Linked DNA regions of Oryctolagus cuniculus: region 2 is linked to region 1. Evidence: chromatin contacts called from public Micro-C data. All regions are on one chromosome and are shown on one strand. Each heading gives the region's core, a stretch centred on a gene start, on an enhancer-like site or on the middle of the called end of the contact. The rest is flanking DNA. Distances are from core to core; before and after follow the strand shown. Region 1 holds the start of BARX2 (BARX homeobox 2). Region 2 has its middle 47 kb from the start of TMEM45B.

Region 1 (5,511 bases), core at 1,339-3,838:
GGGAAGCGCTTCCCAGGGGAGGGACTTTTCAGGTGGGGCTCAATTTGTTTTCCTCTAAGGAGGAAGAGCAAGGGGTGCGCAGGGCTTTCCAGTGAGAGAGAAGGAGCTGGGATTATGACAGGGCAACCTGTGACGGTGGTATGGGGATTACCGTTTACAGATGAAGGCACTGAGGCTCCATTTAAGTCATAAACAACAGAGAGCTACCGTCCGACTGCGCAACCTGGAACCCCTTGCTCTCCCCTGCGCGTGGGAGTGTGTGCCCACAAACCCTACCAGAGGTCCCTTGCCTCTGGGGGCAAAGAAGCGAAGACACAAAATCCAAGCTGAGTAGGAATGCGTTTGACGTCTTCAGCTGTTAAAACACCGCAGATTACAACACCCACTGTGAGGGAGAGCGGGAAGCGGGGAGGAGAGGGCTGGGGGACTCGGCCCGTTAGGCGAGCGCGCAGGCGAGGCGGCGGGGCTTGGGCTGCGTAACTGCAAGCCTGCTGCCTCGGCACCAGCGCGATCCGGACCCGGGCTGGGGAGACAGGGCGGGAGGAGAGGAGGAGAGAAGAAAAGGGACGCACTGTGGGGAGAAGAGAAGGAAGGGCAGAACAGAGAAGAGAGAAGCTGGAATCCCGGGAAAGAACAGGCTAAAAGCGCAGGAACACTGGGGGAAAGGGGATCTGCAGGGAATGAGTGGTCCTGGAAAGACTGGAATAGCTCGAGAGTGAGAAAGAAATTGAGGAGCAGGAGGGCAGGGCGAGGACCTGGCCCAAGGATAACCCGCACGGCGCGCTGTCGGTGAGCACCCGCTCAGGGGCTCGGCCCCTCGCCGCATCTCTGTCGCCGGGCCGGCGCTCCGGTCCGGGGCTCCGGACGCTCCAAGCCCGACCCTTAGTAGGCGCTGCACTTGGGTCACCCTCCCCAAAACAGTCTCTGGGGGACGTGGTGGAAGCTGCCCACAGCACTCCGCTTTCCCGGAGGCGAAGACGACTCCACGCCCGGAGTGGCCCTGGGAACGAATGCAGCTCTCCTGGGAGGGACCCAGGTCATTGTGTGTAGCGCGCGGGGTCCCTGCTCCTTCCGCGCTCAGAACAGCCTTTGGGCGGCTCGTCCCGGCGTCAGGGCCCCGGCTGCGCGCAGCGCCGTACCCGATAGAGGACAGGCCGCCTGGTTCCGCCGCGACAGCAAGGGCGCGCCAGGGCCCGCTGCGGCTACCCGGGGTCTCTTCTAGTGGACGCGCGCCGCTGGCGGTCGTTCTCAGCGGCCCTCGAACGAGCTGCCTCCGCGGAGAAGAATCAAGGAAAACGATCTAAAACAGAGAGGAGGGAGGGGAGCCCGGGCACGCACGCACATTTCTGCAAGGGAGTTCCTCCAAGACGCACAGCGGGCCCTGTCTAAAGCTCGGCTTGATTGGCCTGTTAATAGCTCTTAAGTGCAGCATTGTGAGTCCCTAGGCGTGTCCCTCCTCCGAGTTTAACTACCGGCTCAGGCGCCGCAGCCACTTCGCTCCCGCGACCACCTGGGGCCCCTCGGGGAGCCCGGCAAGACTCGGGGCCCCGTCCAGGTCGGGAGCGGGGAGCGGGCGTCAGCAGCCCTGGCCAAGGCCGTCTTTAGTTCGCACTGTCTGTCCCTTCCGTTCGCTTTCCTTCCACTCCTGAACACCCCAATCCCGAGACAAGTCGTGGAAATGGGCGCGCCCCGGACACTGCCCGCCGACTGCCGCGCGCTGAGCCCCCTCGGGCTCGGAGGCCTGGCGGGGGCCCCTCACCCAACAATTCCGATTGAAAACGAAAGTTCGCACGGATACGAATTGGACAGACTCAGAGAGTAGGAGCTCAGGGGAAGAAGTCAAACTGCTCGGGAAACACGGGTCTCCGTGGCTGCCCACGCCCTGTCGCGTCTCGAGGGACCTGCTCAGATTCAGGGAGTACCCGGCGCTGGGAGCCGCTCGCGTGGGGCCCACTGCACCAGGGCCCGTGGGCAGCCTGGAAACGCGCTGTGCTGGCCCTTGCCGAAGCGGAAAAATGGGCTATAACCAGAGTTTAAACACCGGGAAAGAACGCACGCTTTTATTACTAATTTGTGGCTTATGGCAGGGATAACGGCCGGGGCCACGATCATTTATGGGGTAGGATCTTGGTGGTGCCTTTCTGTTTGCTAGCTCAGCGCAAATGCGAGGTCGGCCAGGGCTGCGGGGTTCCCAACTGATGACAACGGAGCCGTGGTCCTCGGGCGTAGTCCACGCGGGAAAGGAGAAAGACACAGGGGCTCGCAGCGGCTTGGGCGCTGGGGCCCGCAGCACCAGGGGCCTTGGCCGAAAATCGACTTCTTTCCAGTAAGACCTGGGCGCACGCACTAGCCCACCGCTGTGCAAGCGTCGGGAGCCGGCGGGCAGACGTGGGCCCAAGATGGGGCGAAGGTGCGCACTGGGCACTTCCCCGGGCCGTGGTCCCCAGCGGGGGCGGTGCGCACTCTCCGCCGCGCAACACACACACACACGCGCGCGCGCGCACGCCCTGCGCACACCTGGAGCCTGTCCCGAGAGGGGGCGGGGAGGAGAGCCCAAGCTGGGTGTCTTAAAATAGAGACGCCGGCCTGGGAGTGTGAGACACCGGGAGGCGGCGGGGCACGCGGCGCGCAGGTTGGCGCGCGGGTCTCCCGGGCGGGCGGGGGCGGGGTGGGCGCCGACGCCCCTCGGCTAAAGCACCCGGCACCTGGTCCGCAGGAAGTGAGCGCTGATTGACAGCCGCCTTGTCCCCAAAAGGCTCTGCGAAGATGCTGGTCTTCGGGTGTGTGTAGTCGCGCGAGAGGCGCGCCCGGTGCCCGCTGCCCTCGGCGCTCGCAGCCCCCCGCCGCCTGCCCGGCTGCTGAGGAGCGGGGCTCAGGCCCCCTGCCCCTCGCCGGCGCGCCAGCCCCGCGGCCCCGGCCGGCCCGTGCCCTCGCAGCCGCGCTCGGGCCGGCGGGCGCTCGCCGCGGCTCACCATGCACTGCCACGCCGAGCTGAGGTTGAGTTCGCCCGGCCAGCTGAAGGCAGCCAGGCGGCGCTACAAGACTTTCATGATCGACGAGATCCTGTCCAAGGAGACCTGCGACTACTTTGAGAAACTCTCGCTCTACTCCGTGTGCCCGTCGCTGGTCGTGCGCCCCAAGCCCCTGCACTCCTGTCCGGGTAAGACGCCCGCTGGGGGAGGGGTGCGTGGGCGGTCGCCTGTGCTTTCCCACCCGAGGGCCGCAGGCAGGGGCCCGGGGGTCCTTTGCCTGCGCCCCTGCGCGGGGTCCGGACTCCCCGGCGGTGGCCGAGGCGAGGCGTCTGCAACGCGGCGGGGCAGGGCCAGGCGTCGGGTCGGTGGCGCACAGGCGGCCGTGCGCTAGGAGGGCGCCGCGGGTGCGGGGCCTGGCTGGTGCTGCCTCGCCGAGCACGCCGGCCGCTTCCGGGCTGTGCTTGTCAGTGAGAGCTCAGCCCGGGCCCCGAGGCAGCGCCCCACGAGCGGTTTCAGGAAGCGGTGGCGTGGGTTTCTCCACTTGCCTGTCACCTCGCGCCCCTGGCCCGCCGGGGCTGTCGTGAGGAGGTCGCGATCCCGAGGTTCGCGGCAAAACCCGCGAGTTCCCCGCGCTTGGCAAGGTGACAGCGCTCTGGGGGAAGTGGGTCTGCACCCGTGGCGCTTGCGGCGCGCCCCGCGGTGGGGGAGCGGACTCCGTGAGTGTGAAATGACTAAAAACTGACGGCGGAAAACACACACACACACACACACACCCACCCAGAAAACCTTCCTCAGGTCTGCTTTCCTCCCTCCACACGAGCTGAGACCGATAAGTTCATAAAAACTTGGACAAAGTTGTAGGCTTATGTAGAAAATAAATCCAAAAACGTGGGAAAAAAAAGTTTTGGGGACATTAAGCTCCAAATTTCAGAGTGCCTTGAGGAAAAAAAAATTGAATCAATTTTTAGCAGAATTTCTGTTAAAGGTAATTTGATATTTTCAAACCAAAAGAAGCGTTGAGGGTATGTTTGCTGCATCGGTGTCGTGAAAATAAATTAATTGAAATATGCGTCCTTGGGAAAAGCGGACGCTTTGAATGACTTTTTTTGGAACGTTGCAGCCAAAAGCGTGTTGTTGTTTCAGTGCTGTTGTAGCCCTAAATAGAACAATCAGCCCATAAATAATAAACGCGCACAGTGAAGTCCTTTTTTGAAGCTAGTTGTTCCTACACGCCTGTGGTTGTAAAATGAGTGCCGTGTTCACTGACCTTTTGAAGTAAGATTTGTAAGGTGGAATTAGGTCTGCTGTCCCATAACGAATCTCGTAACACTGACACTGAAATACTGATTTTAAAAAATACTGATTTAAATCAATATAGACATGAAATAAGAAACCGATGAGAGATTTTAGAAATGAGGTAGAGATCTGTGACGATATTTTTACATATGTGTGACCCTTGGATGAATAGTCTTTATGTTTCTAATTTACATATATCTGTCAGAGGGGAGGTAGGCTGAATTTTGTTTTGAGCACAAATAATCATATACTATAATATCTGCAAGGATCCGTTTCAATCACAAGTAGTCACACATCTGCAATCTACAGTGTGCTCAGACTGGGACCAAACCGAACAACTTCTCCCAAGCACTCTGGTATAGCCTAGTGCTGGCAACCTGTTCAGTGCCTTTGCCTGCATTAACTTGAAGCCAGCTTTTTCTGGCTTATGGGAGTCACCGAATTGGATCATAGAAGCAAACATGCCAGAAATAGAGTAATAAATCGCCTTAGTAAACAGTTACCCTGTCAGTGCAGGCTGAGTAAGTTCTGTGGTTTGGTGAACCTGGTGTGGGAAATAGTCAGAGGGAAATGAAATGATTCACATGTAGTTCGTGAGCGTGGAAAGTAAGCTCCATGTATTTCAAGGGCTGAGGTTTCGCTCAGCCTTGCCCTGGAGAAGTTCGTTGATGGCTTGTGGCGAGGGTGACTGTTAGCAGGGGTGTTTGTTCTTGCCCTGTTCGTCCAGTGCTTGCTTTCTTCACATTGTTGCTTTGAAAGCATGCCATGGTTTTTCTCTAGTTGAGATTTAAAATATAGAAACTGGGATTTTCCAGTGGAATTGAACCCATAAAAACTGGCTACAATAGCCCCATACTTTCAGATCATCAGCCTTCAGTGGGTTTACGATTACAGTTAAAGCCTTGACATGTATTAGATCATGGGAATCCCATTAGTGCCTTCTTGGGGGTTTCACTAATATCAGACGTTCAAAGCATTTTTTTGTTGTTGTTGTATTCAACAGTTGCCTTCAGAATCAAAAGTCTTAAATTGGATGAACATAATCTTTATTTCAGAAATTTAAGAAATGTACGATAAGTTGCCGCCATTCCTAAGGAAACTAGTTTCTTTTCTGGATGAAGTTAAATGTTTAACACTTTGGGTGGAACAAATGCATAAATAATTCAAATTATGTGGAAGACATAAATTGGAGTTGAAGTTACTGAATGTTCTCATCCTTTTCTTTTCTGATGAGGTTTCAATA
Region 2 (5,511 bases), core at 2,039-4,538, 300 kb after region 1:
TAGGGGAAGATGGCCCAAATGTTTGAGTCCCTGCCATCCACACCAAGACCTGGTTGAGGAGCCTGGCTCCTGGCTTCTGGCTTCGAACCATCCCGGCTCTGGCAGCTGCAGCAGTTGGGGAATGACCCAGTGGATAGATGATCTCTCTCTCTCTCTCTCTATCTCTCTCTCTCTCTCTCCCCCATCCCTCTTTTTCTCTCTCTGTAACTCTGCCTTTGAAATAAATTTTTTTAAAAGACAAGGAGTACCTACAGGAACCCTTCTGATGATTTTTTTAAAAATTGCACCAAGAAAAACTTTTAATTTCACTTTTCCATGAACTTTTTAAATTCCCTTATGCAAGGATGTACAGCATAGACTATCTGATAATGATAATAAACAAGGATGTCATGGCTTATGTATTTAGTGTACTATGTCTTTATTATTATTAGAGTGTGCCCCTCCCACTTGCACATTTTATTATAGAACAGTACGCCATGTTTGCAGGCAGCAACCTTATGCATCTCATGTTTCCCACATTTTTGGATTGAATCAAGAGACCACATTGAGTGACTGGCCTGTACCCCCTGGCTACAAAGTCCGCAGTGTTCATGCAAGGACAAATCATCCAACAATGCATTTCTCAGAACATGCCTGGCTCCACTCAGAGGCAAAAATCTACCAGCCCCCAGTCCCTGGGGCAGGCCCCCTTCCCATGCAGGTGAATAAGAGGTTCTGGGAGGACTGAACACTTGGAGTTACAGTTCCTGGAGTCTAAGAACAATGTCCACACCTGCAAAGAGGTGGAGAATGTTCTCTGCTTCACTGCCTCCAAACGCGGGCGTTGCATCAGTGAGCTCATCAGTGAGTCTGGCTGGTTGTCATTGTGTTTTGTTTTTGTCTGTTATCCAAAGTGGTTTTTATTTTGTTTTGCAATAGGTATTACCTTGGTTCAAAAATCAATTAGCACAAAAAATTAGGCAGTGGAGTCTCACTCCCATCCTGTAACTATCTTCCCTGTCCACCCACAGAGACATAACTAATCCACTTCACTAGTACATCCTTTCCCAGAGTCTAAGGCAAATGCAAACACAGTCATTTTCTTACTTTCTCTCTTATTTACAGGGAGGGTAATAGAGTATACTCCGCTGCCCCCTGACCTCCATTATTTAATATACCTCGGACGTCGGTTCCTAGAGGGCTTCCTCATTCTTCCCTACAGCTGTGTAATATTCCATTGTAGCGAAGTACCATGATTTAATTATCCCCACTTGATGGATATATTCCAGTATTCCAATTTGTGGCTATTAAAAACCAGTAGTAGGGGCTGGCCCTGTGGCTCACTAGGCTAATCCTCCGCCTTGCGGCGCCAGCACACCGGGTTCTAGTCCCAGTTGGGGCGCCGGATTCTGTCCCGGTTGCCCCTCTTCCAGGCCAGCTCTCTGCTGTGGCCAGGGAGTGCAGTGGAGGATGGCCCAGGTACTTGGGCCCTGCACCCGCATGGGAGACAGAAGAAGAACCTGGCTCCTGGCTTCAGATCAGTGCAATGCGCCGGCCGCAGCGCGCCAGCTGCGGCGGCCACTGGGGGGTGAACCAACAGCAAAAAGGAAGACCTTTCTCTCTGTCTCTCTCTCTCATTGTCCACTCTGCCTGTCAAAAATAAAAAATAAAATAAAAATAAAAAACAGGGCCAGCGCTGTGGCACAGTGGGTAAAGCAGCCGCCTGCAGTGCTGGCATCCCATACAGGCATTGGTTGGAATCCCAGCTACTCGACTTCCAATCCAGCTTTGTGCTACGGCTTGGGAAAGCAGCAGAAGATGGCCCAAATCCCAGTGCCCCTTCAGCCCTCATGGGAGGCCTGGTCACATCTTTGTAATTTTGAGATATTGCAAAATTGCTCTCCATTTTGCCTGCCATCATGAATGTGAAAGTGTTCTACTTCTTCACAGATGATAGCCTGATCCAGTGTGTTGTCAAACTTTTGGATTTTTTTCCAATCCGATAGGTGAGACATTGTGTCACTGAGTGGTTTCAGTTTGCATTGCTCCCATTATAACTGACACTGAGCATCATTTTTATACATTTGGGAGCCATCTCTGTCTTCTGTCCCATGAACCCTCTTTTGTTGATGTGCATTCCTGAGTTCTTTATGAAGATCAGCCATTTTCTGAGTTGCGAATAGTTTTATCCGGTTTCTTGTGTTTGCAGAGGGTGCTTTGGCCATGCAGAAGTTTTGATATTAATTTACCAATCTTCTCTGGTTTGGGAGATTTCTGAAATTCGACTCATCATCAGAAACTCTTACCATCGCAGCATTATAAAAGGTTTAACACGGAAATACTCCCAAGTTTTCACCTAATACTTACATGAATTTGTTCTTTAAAAAAAAAGATTTAAACTTTTGGTCCATTTGGAGTCTCTCTTCCCCAACTTTTTCTCACGCAAGAAGGGAGTTCCTTGCGTCCCCAAGTGTCCTGGCTCCATCCAGCCACCCTCCGGACTCCTCTTTCATCCTAACCTGAACTTGGCCCCAACCCTGCACGTAGACATTACAACAGCTGCCAGCAATGTAGACCTCGGGAGGGAGGCGGCAGCAGCCCTCGGCACCTCCCAGCGCGCTCCGGCTGCGCACGTGAACCCGAGCTGTCTGGGATGAAGCAAGGTTTGGGGGAACTGAAAGGAAGCCAGCGGCAGGAACCCCAAGGGCGCTTGCCTCAGCCACTTAAAATTCTTGGAAGCCCTGACCAGAGTCGCTTGGAAAGGGGGGAAACGGACTTAAAAAGCCATCTCAGGGTCTCAACATGTGCTCTCCGCTGGTAGAATTCGGGCCGAGGATTTGGAAGCCCCGGCGGGAGTATCCGTTCCCCACTCTCGCCTAATCCCCTCCAAACCGCCCGGCTCTACAGCTGTTGGTGCGCCAGATCAACTATGCATTCAATTATTCTTGGCCCGGACAGGGCGGCTCGCCTCAAAGGCCGGGGCTTCATAGTCCGGGCCACTTCAATCGGCCCGGCCGTCCCGGGGCCGCGTCCAGGAGCCAGCGCCCGTTTGAAGACGGCAGCGCCCCCTCCTCACCCTGTCCGCGCAGACCCCGGGCCGCCCCCGCCGCGGACCCGGGGTCGCGGAGCCGAGCGAGCTGTGGGAACGCAGCCAGCGCCGAGAAGCGGGGCGCTAAAGTCATTACAAACGCAAGGGAGATTAGCAGGCGCTGCGGGGACAAATGCTTCCAAAATGGATCCCGGGCGGGCGGCGCGGACTCAAAGGCGACGCGGCGGCAGCTGCCGTCTCCATGGCGACGGCGGCAACACCGGCGCGGCCCGGGCGCGCGCCCCGCGCACGTGCGCGCCCGCGGTGTCGGGCCGGCCGCCGTGACACCCTGGGGAGGTGCACGGCGGCGTGGCCATCGCCGCGGGGTCGCTGCCTCCGTGTGCCTGCCCCGCCCTTGGCTGCGGAGAGCCCACTAATAAACGGCGGACAGCTGGTGAGAGGGAGCGAGGAGCGCCCTCTGGCAGGTGCTTCGAGAACATTCTGGGGGCTGACGCCCCACGCTGCTGGCAAGTGCGCTCTGTCCCCGCCTGTCCTCCTGGCCCCGGCCACTCTCAAGGCCGCTGTCTTTTCCTCAACGAAACTTCATCGCAGCTTCTCCTCAGATCCTGAGGCACCCCTGAGAAGTGGCTTGGGGTGACCGAACTCCATTTGCAATCTCCTCATTCCCCTGAGACGGCTTCAGAAAAACAGAAATCTACGGACGGCAGTGGGATCGCCATGCACATGTATATTCATATTAAGTCCCTAACTTAACTTCCAAATATGTTGCCACTCATAAGTGCCCCCCAGGGAGAGAGAGAGAGAGCGAGCGAAAGAGCTACCATCCACTGGTTCTTACCCCAAATGGCTGCAACATTTAGGGTTGGACCAGGCTGAAGCCAGCAGCCTGGAGCTTCCCGCGTGGGCGCAGGGGCCCAAGCACTTGGGCCATCTTCTGCTGCTTTCCCAGGCACATGAGCAGGGGGCTGGACCAGAAGTGGAGCAGCCAGAATTAGAACCAAGACCCAAAAGGAATGCCAGTGTAACCTGCTACGCCACAGTGCCAGCCCCCATGAGTGTTTTCAGAAATTCCAAAGTGGGCAACTAGCTGAGCAGGGCAGATGCCCGCGAGCCCTATCAGAGCATCTGAGTTTGCATCCCTGCTCTGGCTCCTGACTCCAGCTTCTTCCTCCTGCGGGTCCTGGGAGGCAGTGGTCCTGGTTCCAGTGATCCGGGCTCCTGCCATCCACAGTTCCCGCTTTCACAGCTGGGACAATCCAGACCAGACGGAATACTGCTCCAAAGTTACCCAAGGAGGTTAAGCTGTTTCCGGACACTGGGACTTGGTCGCTAGGATTGCGGTTTGTTTTTTTGTTTTCCCAACTTGCTGTAGCAGTGACCACTTTCCAAGGACAGTCTTACGTGGAACCCACGCGGGTAAAAACAGATGAAATCAAAACTGCTCTCGGGAAACTCAGGCCGCCCTGGTCCCCCCCACTCCCACACCTCACATCCGGACCTGGGCCACTGCAGAGGGTGGGGGGGTCTCCTTCACACATACCCAGTCACCATGCACTGGGCGTTCCAGAGCCCACGATCGCATGGCTTCCCTGTCACTCCCAGGCTCTCCCTCTGCTCCTGCTGCGTCTTAGGCTGTTTTTCTTCCTCTGCCTCCTCTGATGCAGTTGCCTTTAAGGATTCCCTCCAACTAGGCTCCACCCCGGAATCACCAGGGGTGCTTGTTAAAATGCAGGTTCCTGGTCATCACCCCAGACCTCCTAACTCAGAGCCGCTGGCCACATGCAGCTGTAACAAGCTGCTCAGACCACTCCCATGAACTCTTTTTAGAGTTGTTTGAGGGAGCCACCACTGTGGCGCAGTGCGTTAAGCTGGCATCCCACATGGCACCAAGTTTGAATCCTAGCTGCTCCACCTCTGATCCAGCTCTCTGCTATGGCCTGGGAGAGCACTGGAAGATGGCCCAAGTGCTTAGGCCCCTGCACCCACGGAGGAGACCTGGAGAAACTCCTGGATCCTGGCTTCAGATCAGCCCAGCTCCGCCATTGCAGCCATTTGAGGAGTGAACCAGGGGATGCAAGATCTCTCTCTGTCTCTCCCTTTCTGTGTCTGTAACTCTGCCTCTCAAATAAATAAATAAATCTTCAAAAAAGTTTCTTGGATTTTTAAAGATTTTATTTATTTATTTGAAAGGCAGAGTGATAGAGACATAGAGAGATCTTCCATCCACTGATTCATTCTCCAACTGCACACAAAACCCAGGCTAGACCAGGTCAAAGCCAGGAGCCAGGACCCCAACCAGGTCTCCCACGTGGATGGTTGGGATACAAGGACTTGAGCCATTGTCTGCTGCCTTCCAGGTGCACTAACAGGAAGCTGGATCAGAAGCAGAGGAGGCAGAACTCTAGCCGGCGCTCTGATGCGGGCTGTGGGTGTCCTGAGTGGCAGCTCACTGAACCGCAATCCCCATCCCTCCCTGGACTCTT

What was found. Hi-C and Micro-C count contacts between places; a contact is called where the count stands out from the background.
Region 2: a Micro-C map of ear pinna shows a contact between it and region 1, with 4 times the contacts expected there. The contact joins the enhancer-like site here to the promoter of BARX2 in region 1. A contact is called at or near these places in 4 of 6 Hi-C or Micro-C datasets (ear pinna, embryonic fibroblasts, psoas muscle and 1 more).

Annotation. Positions count from the first base shown.
Region 1 is chr1:123,322,588-123,328,098 of mOryCun1.1, forward strand. BARX2 (BARX homeobox 2) reads left to right here and starts at 2,589. Exons shown (of 4, transcript XM_008259259.4): 1 at 2,589-3,160. The coding sequence starts at 2,974.
Region 2 is chr1:123,621,368-123,626,878 of mOryCun1.1, forward strand. No RefSeq gene overlaps it. Among named protein-coding and RNA genes, the nearest start is that of TMEM45B, 47 kb to the right of the region's middle. Within about 2 kb of position 3,289, at least 5 of the 8 cell types and tissues checked have an H3K27ac peak or open chromatin away from gene starts, as enhancers often do. A contact at or near this core is called in ear pinna, where this site is marked.